2 separate regions of the Rattus norvegicus genome follow, and region 1 is linked to region 2. Evidence: chromatin contacts called from public Hi-C data. All regions are on one chromosome and are shown on one strand. Each heading gives the region's core, a stretch centred on a gene start, on an enhancer-like site or on the middle of the called end of the contact. The rest is flanking DNA. Distances are from core to core; before and after follow the strand shown. Region 1 holds the start of Ube2q1 (ubiquitin conjugating enzyme E2 Q1). Region 2 holds the start of Flad1 (flavin adenine dinucleotide synthetase 1).

Region 1 (4,127 bases), core at 220-2,719, 370 kb before region 2:
AATTGAAGCTTCCAAGAACCACAAAACTCACAAGTCTGTCTTCCCCCCCCAGGCAACTCCCATTTCTAGTGTGGAGAGCTAGCTGCCCACTAGCTCTCTGGCTAGCTCTAGGAGGGACAAGATCATTACAGTGGGTGTTACCGAACAACATGAGCACTAGATCACACAGTACCAGCTGTTAAAACATTACACCCAACAATTTCCTCAAGGGACACTAGGGGATAAAATAAGGCAGGACACATGTAAGGTGCTTCCTAATCTAGTATAGTTAGGATGGAATGATGCCTACTGGGGAGAATGACACTGTTACTGCTCAACACACACACACACACACACACACACACACACACACACACACACACACACACGCATGCACACTGCTATCACCACCAGAAAAGGCAACAATCACCAAGGATAAGCAGACATGATCCTAGGAATGGGGAGGGAAGTGCCAAAGTTGCTACCAGCCAAGGCAAAAAGAGGAGTTAAAGGTTAGTTACACCAGAGTAAGGAAGAGGAAATCCAACGTGGAGTCAATGAACGGCACTACTACTTGGTGAAATTCAGGGAGCAAAGGGGTTGCACGAGGGATGCTTGCGCAGGGAGCCCACAGGTGGTAACATCTAAGCGGAAAGAACTACTGAGAAGGGTCACTATGGAACTGGGCTGAGTTCCAGACTAGGTCCTTCCAGCAGAGGCCTGGAATCTTATTAGAGTTGGGGTGGGGAGAAGAAATGGGCATTTCTAGGTGACATGGTGAAGTTGTGGAGGAGTAAGCAGAAGGAGCCAAAACCTGAGGTGTGGGTGGATTCATAGGAAGATGTGGTTGAGGGGCCACATGTCCCGGTGTCCCTCGCTCTCAGGGGTCAACAGCAAAGACTGTGACTGCACCACAGAACCTCAAGCTGAAGAAACAAGTGTAGCCTTGGAGAGAAGGAGCCAAGCACCAAGAGGGAGCTCCGGCCTCCGGGTCCTTCGAGAGCAGGAGGTTGTATGGTGTGATTTCGAGCACCAGACAAGGGACCCCCAGCGTGGCGCAAGCGAGGTCCTCACCGTGATGTTGCAGTGGATGCGGACGGGGTCCCCCGGCACCGACCCCCGGGAGGGGAGATGGGGTCCGGGCGCAGCCCCGGCCCCGGCCCCTCCGGCTCCGGCCAGCAGGAACTCGCAGCTCAGCTCGTCCAGGCAGGCGCTGGCAATGCGGAAGCGCTCGTGGCCGCGGTGGAAGATGGACTCGAGCAGCTTCAGCTCCCGCCTCAGGCAGGGCCCTGGCCCCGGGCCCCCTCCCGGGCCGCCCCCGGCCCCCGGCGCCGCCCCCTGGACCCCCAGTTGCTGCCCCGGCCCCGGCTGCTGCTGCCCCTGCGGCTGCGGCTGCTGCATCCTCCGCTCCGCTCCGCTCCGGGGCCGGCGGGCCGGGAGCCTCCGGCCTCCGCTCCGGGCTCCGCCGCCGCCGCGGTCCGCACTTCCTGATCCCCCCTTCGCCAAGATGGCGCCGCCGCCACCTCCGGGACAGGCCCCCTCCGCTCGCCGGCCCACCCCCCCCACGGCCGCCGGAAGCCGCGCGCCCCTCCCCCTCCGCGGCGGCCCCGCCTCCGGCCTCACGTGACCTCTGAGCTCCGGCCCCCGGCACGTGATCCGCGCGTCTTTCCCGCCCCCCGGCCCGCGCCTGTCACCCTCCACATGTGACCCGCGGCCCTCGCCTCGCTGCTCGAAGCGCTTCCGTGCGTGTACGTGCGTCGTGCGTGACTGTGCACCAGGGCCTTTGCCAGCGCTTCCCCGTCACATGGCCGGCGTCTCCTGTCACGTGGTCGTCGCCTGTGTTCCCAGGGGCTCCCCGCGCGGGACTCTTGCTTCCTGCTTGCGTCCGGCCGGCCCCGCGTGCGGTGGCTAGCGGTGTCCGTCCTGTATCCCCCATGGCGGTCGTCGGGCCGCGTCGCCTGCCTCTGCGTCTGCGGCGGCGAGCCCGGTGAGTGGTCGGAGAAATTGACTTGGATCTCCCTGCGGTTCCCGTACGGCGTGTGACCTTGGGTTATCTACGCTTCTACTGAGCCTCAGTTTCTCCATCAGAACAATGGCTCTGTACAAGACAGCGAGGCCTCCTTAGCCTGTTCCCAAAGACTCGGTGCAAGGTTACTGGTGTCGAGTATGGTCTCTGGTCAGTTATGTTTGGGGAGAAAGAATCACTGGAGTTCGTTTTTGTGAGTGCAGAGTACTAACCTAGGGATTGAATAGAAGACACCCTTGCCGACCTGACCTACTACTTACTATTCATCCTCCCACCTCGTCGCACTGATCCTGACCAGGACTTGAAATTTGTGGCACTACCTCGTCGTTTCCACTAGGTGGCACTATCACAAAGGACAACGGAGGGTCCTGAAAGCCAGCGCTGCAAACTGCAGGTGCCAGCCTGTTGTAAGGCCTGATAGCTTTGGAGCCAATTCACCTTGTGAGCCATTGGCCTGACCGCCGTCACCACCTTTATGTTTGTTGGAAGCTGACTGTACCTTGGTGCTGGGCTACTGATACACTCCATGATGCTAGCAGAAAGCTTTAATTGGCCAAGTTCAACTCTGGATGTTTAAAGAAATTAGTGTTCTTTGAGCCTTGGTGGGTGGTGGTGGAGGGGATGCTGGTTTTCTTGTGATGGGAGCAGCCTGAACATTTACCTGCATACCATCTTTGTGCCTATGTCCACAAGCTGGAAGCATAAAATACCGGGGTAAGCCAGTCCTAGCAGTACAGGATTGTAGTCCCAACTACCAAGAGAGTCAGAAGTCAAGACCTACCTGGATAACTTAGTAAACTCCTGCCTTGGTCAATAACTAATAAGAGCTGGTGATGTGGTAGAACGCTTGCCTAGAAAGTAGAAGCCCTGAATTTGACACCCCCCTCATCACACACAAAAAGAGTTAAGTATAAAAAGTCTAATTTATCAAGCATTCCCTGAGCCAGGAATATTGAGCAAATATTCCTAACCCTCTTAACGCCATTGCAAGGTGAGCATTTTAACCCCTATTTTATAGATAAAGGTCAGAATCTATAGCTACTGAGCAGAACTTCTGGGTCTGTCTCCATGTCCTCTACCCTGTTTTGTCTGCTTGCCTGCTTCCTTTATTTCTTTTGTTATTGTCAGGGTCTTGCTGTATAGCCCAGGCTGGCCTGGATTTCATTCTCTTGTCTCAACTTCCCAGTGCTTATATAGGCAAGCATGCACTACCTTGCTCAACTCCTCTATTCTGCCAGCCCCACATGCTTCCTTTTAGAACTTTTCAGACCACATGACCTTTAGCCCTTACCCAAGGCACTGGAACTTGAGGTCTTCCTCTCAGCCTTCAAGTACTGAAATTATATGTTCTTGCACCAGGCCTGAGGAGCTTTATATGAAAGCAGTGTGTGTGTGTGTGTGTGTGTGTGTGTGTGTGTGTGTGCATATTTTGCATGCACATAGGTTCATGTGTGCCTGGTGTCCACAGAACCAGAAGAGGGCATTGGGTCCTCTGGAGCTGGAGGTAAAGATGATTTCAAGAAGCTTGTGAGTGCTTGGAACTGAAACCTGGGTCCTCTGCAAAAGCAAGAATTCTTATCCACCGAGCCACGTCCCCAAACCCATATACAAGTTTTAAATGTATACATTTACATATTGTCCTGAAGATTGAGCCCAGGGCCTCATCCTGCTAGGCTTTGTCGTTGAGCTACATTCCATATGGGGTTTATTTGGAAGAAACCATGACAATATTGCAGATTGGTAAGCCACATCTCCACCTCCCAGAGGAACCCAGAAGTCAAGGTCAGTGGGGCATGATGCCTTCTGTTGCTACTTCATTCAGCATCTCAGCTCTCTGGCTAAGATAGCTTTCAGTTGCTGATAAGCTTCATGTGCAATCATCTAAAATAATTGGGCATGAGTGTGGTATCCCCCTGAACTGGAAATGAAGTGGATATATTTACTTAGTGAATGCGGAGGCAAGTGGTTAAAAACTACCTGCCCTCATGAACTTCATATTAAGGAAAATAGAAATTATAAAGACAGAATCTACAAAACCAACTGACTTGTTAAATGTGGGAAATGAACAAATATTTACTGAGCACCTTCTGTGTGGTACACTGAAGAAACAGCATTGAATGAA
Region 2 (4,260 bases), core at 501-3,000:
TTATTTTTTTTCTTTTATTAAACTAAGGAAATCCCACAGGACTTACTACTTAAAGCTGATCTTTCATTCACTGTAGCATTTTTAAGGTTGTGTGGCACCCCTTGACCTTTCTGAACTTATATCCAACAATATATAATTCTTTCTCAGTCCTGAGATATGAACTCAGATCCTCCCAATGTTAGACCAGTGCTCACCACTAAGCCACGTTGCTAACATTGTTCCTCACGTGTAACAGAGCATATTTATCTGAAAAGATTTTGTGGAATAAAATATGGCCATTTGTGGTTTAGCACACCTTCAAGTCACAACAGAAAATCCCGGGGGAAATGTAGATCTCAGACCCATCCAAATCTACTGCATCACAGTTTACATAACCATAATATCCAGGGATAGTGAGGTGGTTCAGCAGGTAAAAGAGTAAGGTTTGGCCACCCAAATTGGACCACCTGGGTTAGATCCCAGCACCCACATAAAGGTGAAAGAGAAGGGACACCAGAAAGTTGTCCTCTGGCTTCCATATGCCTGCTGTGGCATTGCTGCCCTCCCATCATACAATAATGGTAAAAACGTTTTTGGTTTTTAAAAATCGCAGATGATTAAGCTATTTTCCCCCAGCAAAGCAAAGGGTGGAGGGGCACCGAAATAGGAATTCGATAGGATGTTATGGGTACCCAAAGTGAATACAAGTTACTTCTACTTACTCCTTCTCTGCAGGGGCCCATCACTGAAAAGTGATGTTCTTCTGGAGGGGGTCGGGGCAGGAAAGGGTTTTTAATTTTTAGTGTCAGAGGCTTAAGTAGTTTTTACGTTTATATTAGAAAGAAACGAAGATATCACACTCTGCAACTCACACTCCATTGTGAGATGGATAAACACCGTCTTCATCTTTCTGCTACAAAACAGAACCCCAGGTTGGCGCACTATCTTGGGCTGCCCATCCCAGGGACTCTGAAAGGAAGATCTCCCTCAAATATAAGAGGCAAAACCGGGGGTTGGGGATTTAGCTCAGTGGTAGAGCGCTTGCCTAGGAAGCGCAAGGCCCTGGGTTCGATCCCCAGCTCCGAAAAAAAAGAACAAAAAAAAAAAAAAAAAAAAAAAAAAAAAAAAGGCAAAACCGGGCGGGAGTGGCATACGCCTTTTAAGTCCCAGAACTTTGGAGGCAGAGTCTGGAGGAGTTAATAGGCCTGGTCCACAGAGCGAATTCCAGTTAAGCCAAGCTACACAGAGAAACCATATCTCGAAAGAGGAGAGAGACAGAAAAAGAAATGTGGATGCGACAAACAGTAGTAACACGCGCCATGAATCCCACCACTTCCCAACCAATTCGAGACCAGTCTGATCTGTATAAACAAGTTATTTCCAGGGCTATATACTGGGGCTCTGTCTTAACTGTTTTTTAATAGTTGAATGAAACAGAATCAGATCACAAAGCCGCACCCGACAGTCCTTAAAGCACTTCCCAACATTCTCCTTTCCCGTACCAAACTCTTTAAGTCCCGCCTTCCATGGGCTAAGGGCAGGCCCCTATTTTTATTTCCGGGCAGTGATGACTACGTGGTGTTGCCAATAACAACTTAGCATTTCCTTAGCGCCTAGGATGAAGCGCATGAGCGATTGCCAAATAGACCAATAGAACTATTGTTAAGAGTAAGCGACAGCCAGAGTAACCAATCAACATGAAGCATTGTTAGGTGGGACTTTGAGTTACGGAAGCTGTCCTAGGACATGCGGGAAGGAAAGAGCGAATGACCCTGTGAAGGGGGCAAAATAGAGGTGGAATGATACAAGATCAGCGATCTGAAGCCTGGTGAGAAAAACAGATTTCGGGATAGAAAGGGTGCAAAAGTAGGTTAAGTCCTGGTGAGTGGTGGAGGGAGGAAAGAAATGCATTTAAAGGGACCCTAAGGCCCAGAATAAGGTAGACATTTAAAGGGGCAGGTGATCCGAAGAGAAGAGAGACATTTAAAGGTGCAGATACCCAAGACAGAGCAAATTTCAGACCTGCTCAGCAAACGGAAATAGCTAAAGTGGTAGGTCTTGGGAGAACATGGCACTTTTAAATAAATAGGAATCGAGACGCTTTTAGGAACCTGGGCCTTAAGAATACGTTAAAGAGACCAGAGTAAAGGTGACTAAAGAAAATTGAGCCTTCCTCCAAGAAGGAAAAAGTTACACTCCTGCCATCTTCATTGTCCTTTCCGGCTCTTCCAGGCTCCCTCAACCCCGGACTGAGTACTCAGGGTATGGCCTCCAGTATCCTGTAGACCTGTAGACCTGGCGGCCTCTCAGTACTTACGACCCCAATTTGGGGTTCTGAGTGGCTACTTGAAAGCCTTGCAAAAAAGCAGAGAGAGCAGGACCATGGCATCTAGGGCCTCTGAACTGCCCCCAGGACGCAGCGTGACAGCGGGCATCATCATTGTTGGAGATGAGATCCTTAAGGTGTGTCTGGAATGGAAGAGGGGAAGAGTGTGGCATTCTACTGCTGTGGGCTCTCTTTCCGGTGAAAGGAGGGAAACCAGAATGGGAATCCCCTTTCTTGTCAAAGTAGGGCCCTGGAGTGAGTTCTAACATATTGGAGGAAAATGACCCTATTGGAAGAAAATTAGTTTTTTTGTTGAAAGATGGATAGTAACTTTCCTACAACTTGCCACGGAGAAGCAAAGGGGAGCAAAGTAGCCACATAATTACAGGAGGCAGGGCAAGGAGAGGAAGCACAGGTGTATGTGATGTGTATCCCACGTGTTTTTAAGTTATTCAAGGAGCTCAGCAGACTGGATAGGTGAGCTAGAAGGAAGGTACTGGAAGAAAGGACTCTATTCTGAATGGCCCCAGTGTGGGGAGGTGGCAAGCATAGGTTTCTAACAGTAATAGTTACCCTGATCTTTTTTATTGTCTACCAGAGGCTGGTCTGCACTCACTACATCACATGAAGCCTTACAAACCGCAACAATTCCGTGCAGTTAGGTTTTTTATTACAGATCTCTATAGATTATGAAACAGCCTCAAAGAAATTAAGAAACTTATCCAAGGTCACAAGACTACAAGGTCCTAGGAGCAAGGTGGCACATGCCTTTACAGCACTTGGGAGGCAGAAGCAAGTGAATCTTCATGAGTTTGAGGCCAGCCTGGTCTGCAGAGCCAGTTCCAGAATAGCTAAAGCTACACAAAGAAACCTTATCTCAGAATAAATAAAAATGAAAATAGTGGGGGCTGGAGAGATGGCTCAGTGGTTAAGAGCACTGACTGCTCTTCCAGAGGTCCTGAGTTCAAATCCCAGCAACCACACAGTGGCTCACAACCATCTGTAATGGATCTGATGCCCTCTTCTGGTGTGTCTGAAGACAGCAACAGTGTGCTTATATATAATAAGTAAATCTTTTTTAAAAAGAAGGAAAGAAAGAAAGAAAAAATAAATAGTGGTAGAGATAGAATTCTAGCCCAATTCTTTCTTTTTTTTTTTTTTTTTTTTTTTTTTGGAGCTGGGGACCAAACCAATTCTTTCTTACTCCAGAGCACAAACTTTTTTTCAGAGATTGGGTATCCCAGGCTGGCTTAGACCTCTCTCTCTCTCTCTCTCTCTCTCTCTCTTTTTTTTTTTTTTTTTTAATGTTAACCAGGCTGGCCTTGACCTCACAGAGATTCACCTGCTGTTGTCTCTGCCTCTGGAGTGCTGGGATTAAAGACATAGGCCACCATATGCCTAGGCCACCATATGCCGGGCTTAAAGATGTTAATTTTATGTTTATATGTCTGTGGGGGAGGGGGAGTACTCACAGAGGCAGAAGTTATAGATTCCCTGGAGTGGGGCTTAAGACTCTTATGAGCTGCCCAACCATTCTGAGAGCCAAGCTTGGGTTCTCTGGAAAAGCACTCTTAGTTACTAAGCCATCTCTTCAGCTCCAGAAGATGAACAAACTTTTCATTTATTTTATTTTGAGATAGGGTGCAACACAAACTCTTTAACTACTCATCCCTCTGTAGAGAGAGAAGTAGAAGCTAAGGTTAGGAAAGAAGACAGGGCACACAATATAGCCAGCCAGCTTTAATGATTGCAAAAGAATTTGAACTTTATTCTGTATGCAATTGGAGACAACATGTTTCTGAGCACAGAAGTGATTCGGCGAACACAGTGACGCATTAAAAAGGTCACTTAGAAGGCAGGGAGCAGAGTTTGATGGATCGAGATTGAGGTCTGGGGGTGGGACGCTGGGGGCTGGAGGTGGGGGTGGGGAGTTGGCCAGGAGGCTGTCAGCATCA

The links. Hi-C and Micro-C count contacts between places; a contact is called where the count stands out from the background.
Region 1: a contact with region 2 is called in a Hi-C map of frontal cortex, with 2.3 times the contacts expected there. The contact joins the promoter of Ube2q1 here to the promoter of Flad1 in region 2. A contact is called at or near these places in 2 of 12 Hi-C or Micro-C datasets (frontal cortex and psoas muscle).

Annotation. Positions count from the first base shown.
Region 1 is chr2:177,493,902-177,498,028 of GRCr8, reverse strand. Ube2q1 (ubiquitin conjugating enzyme E2 Q1) reads right to left here and starts at 1,469. Exons shown (of 13, transcript NM_001106448.2): 1 at 1,054-1,469. The coding sequence starts at 1,380.
Region 2 is chr2:177,124,140-177,128,399 of GRCr8, reverse strand. Flad1 (flavin adenine dinucleotide synthetase 1) reads left to right here and starts at 1,750. Exons shown (of 8, transcript NM_001110138.1): 1 at 1,750-1,807; 2 at 2,212-2,442. The coding sequence starts at 2,362.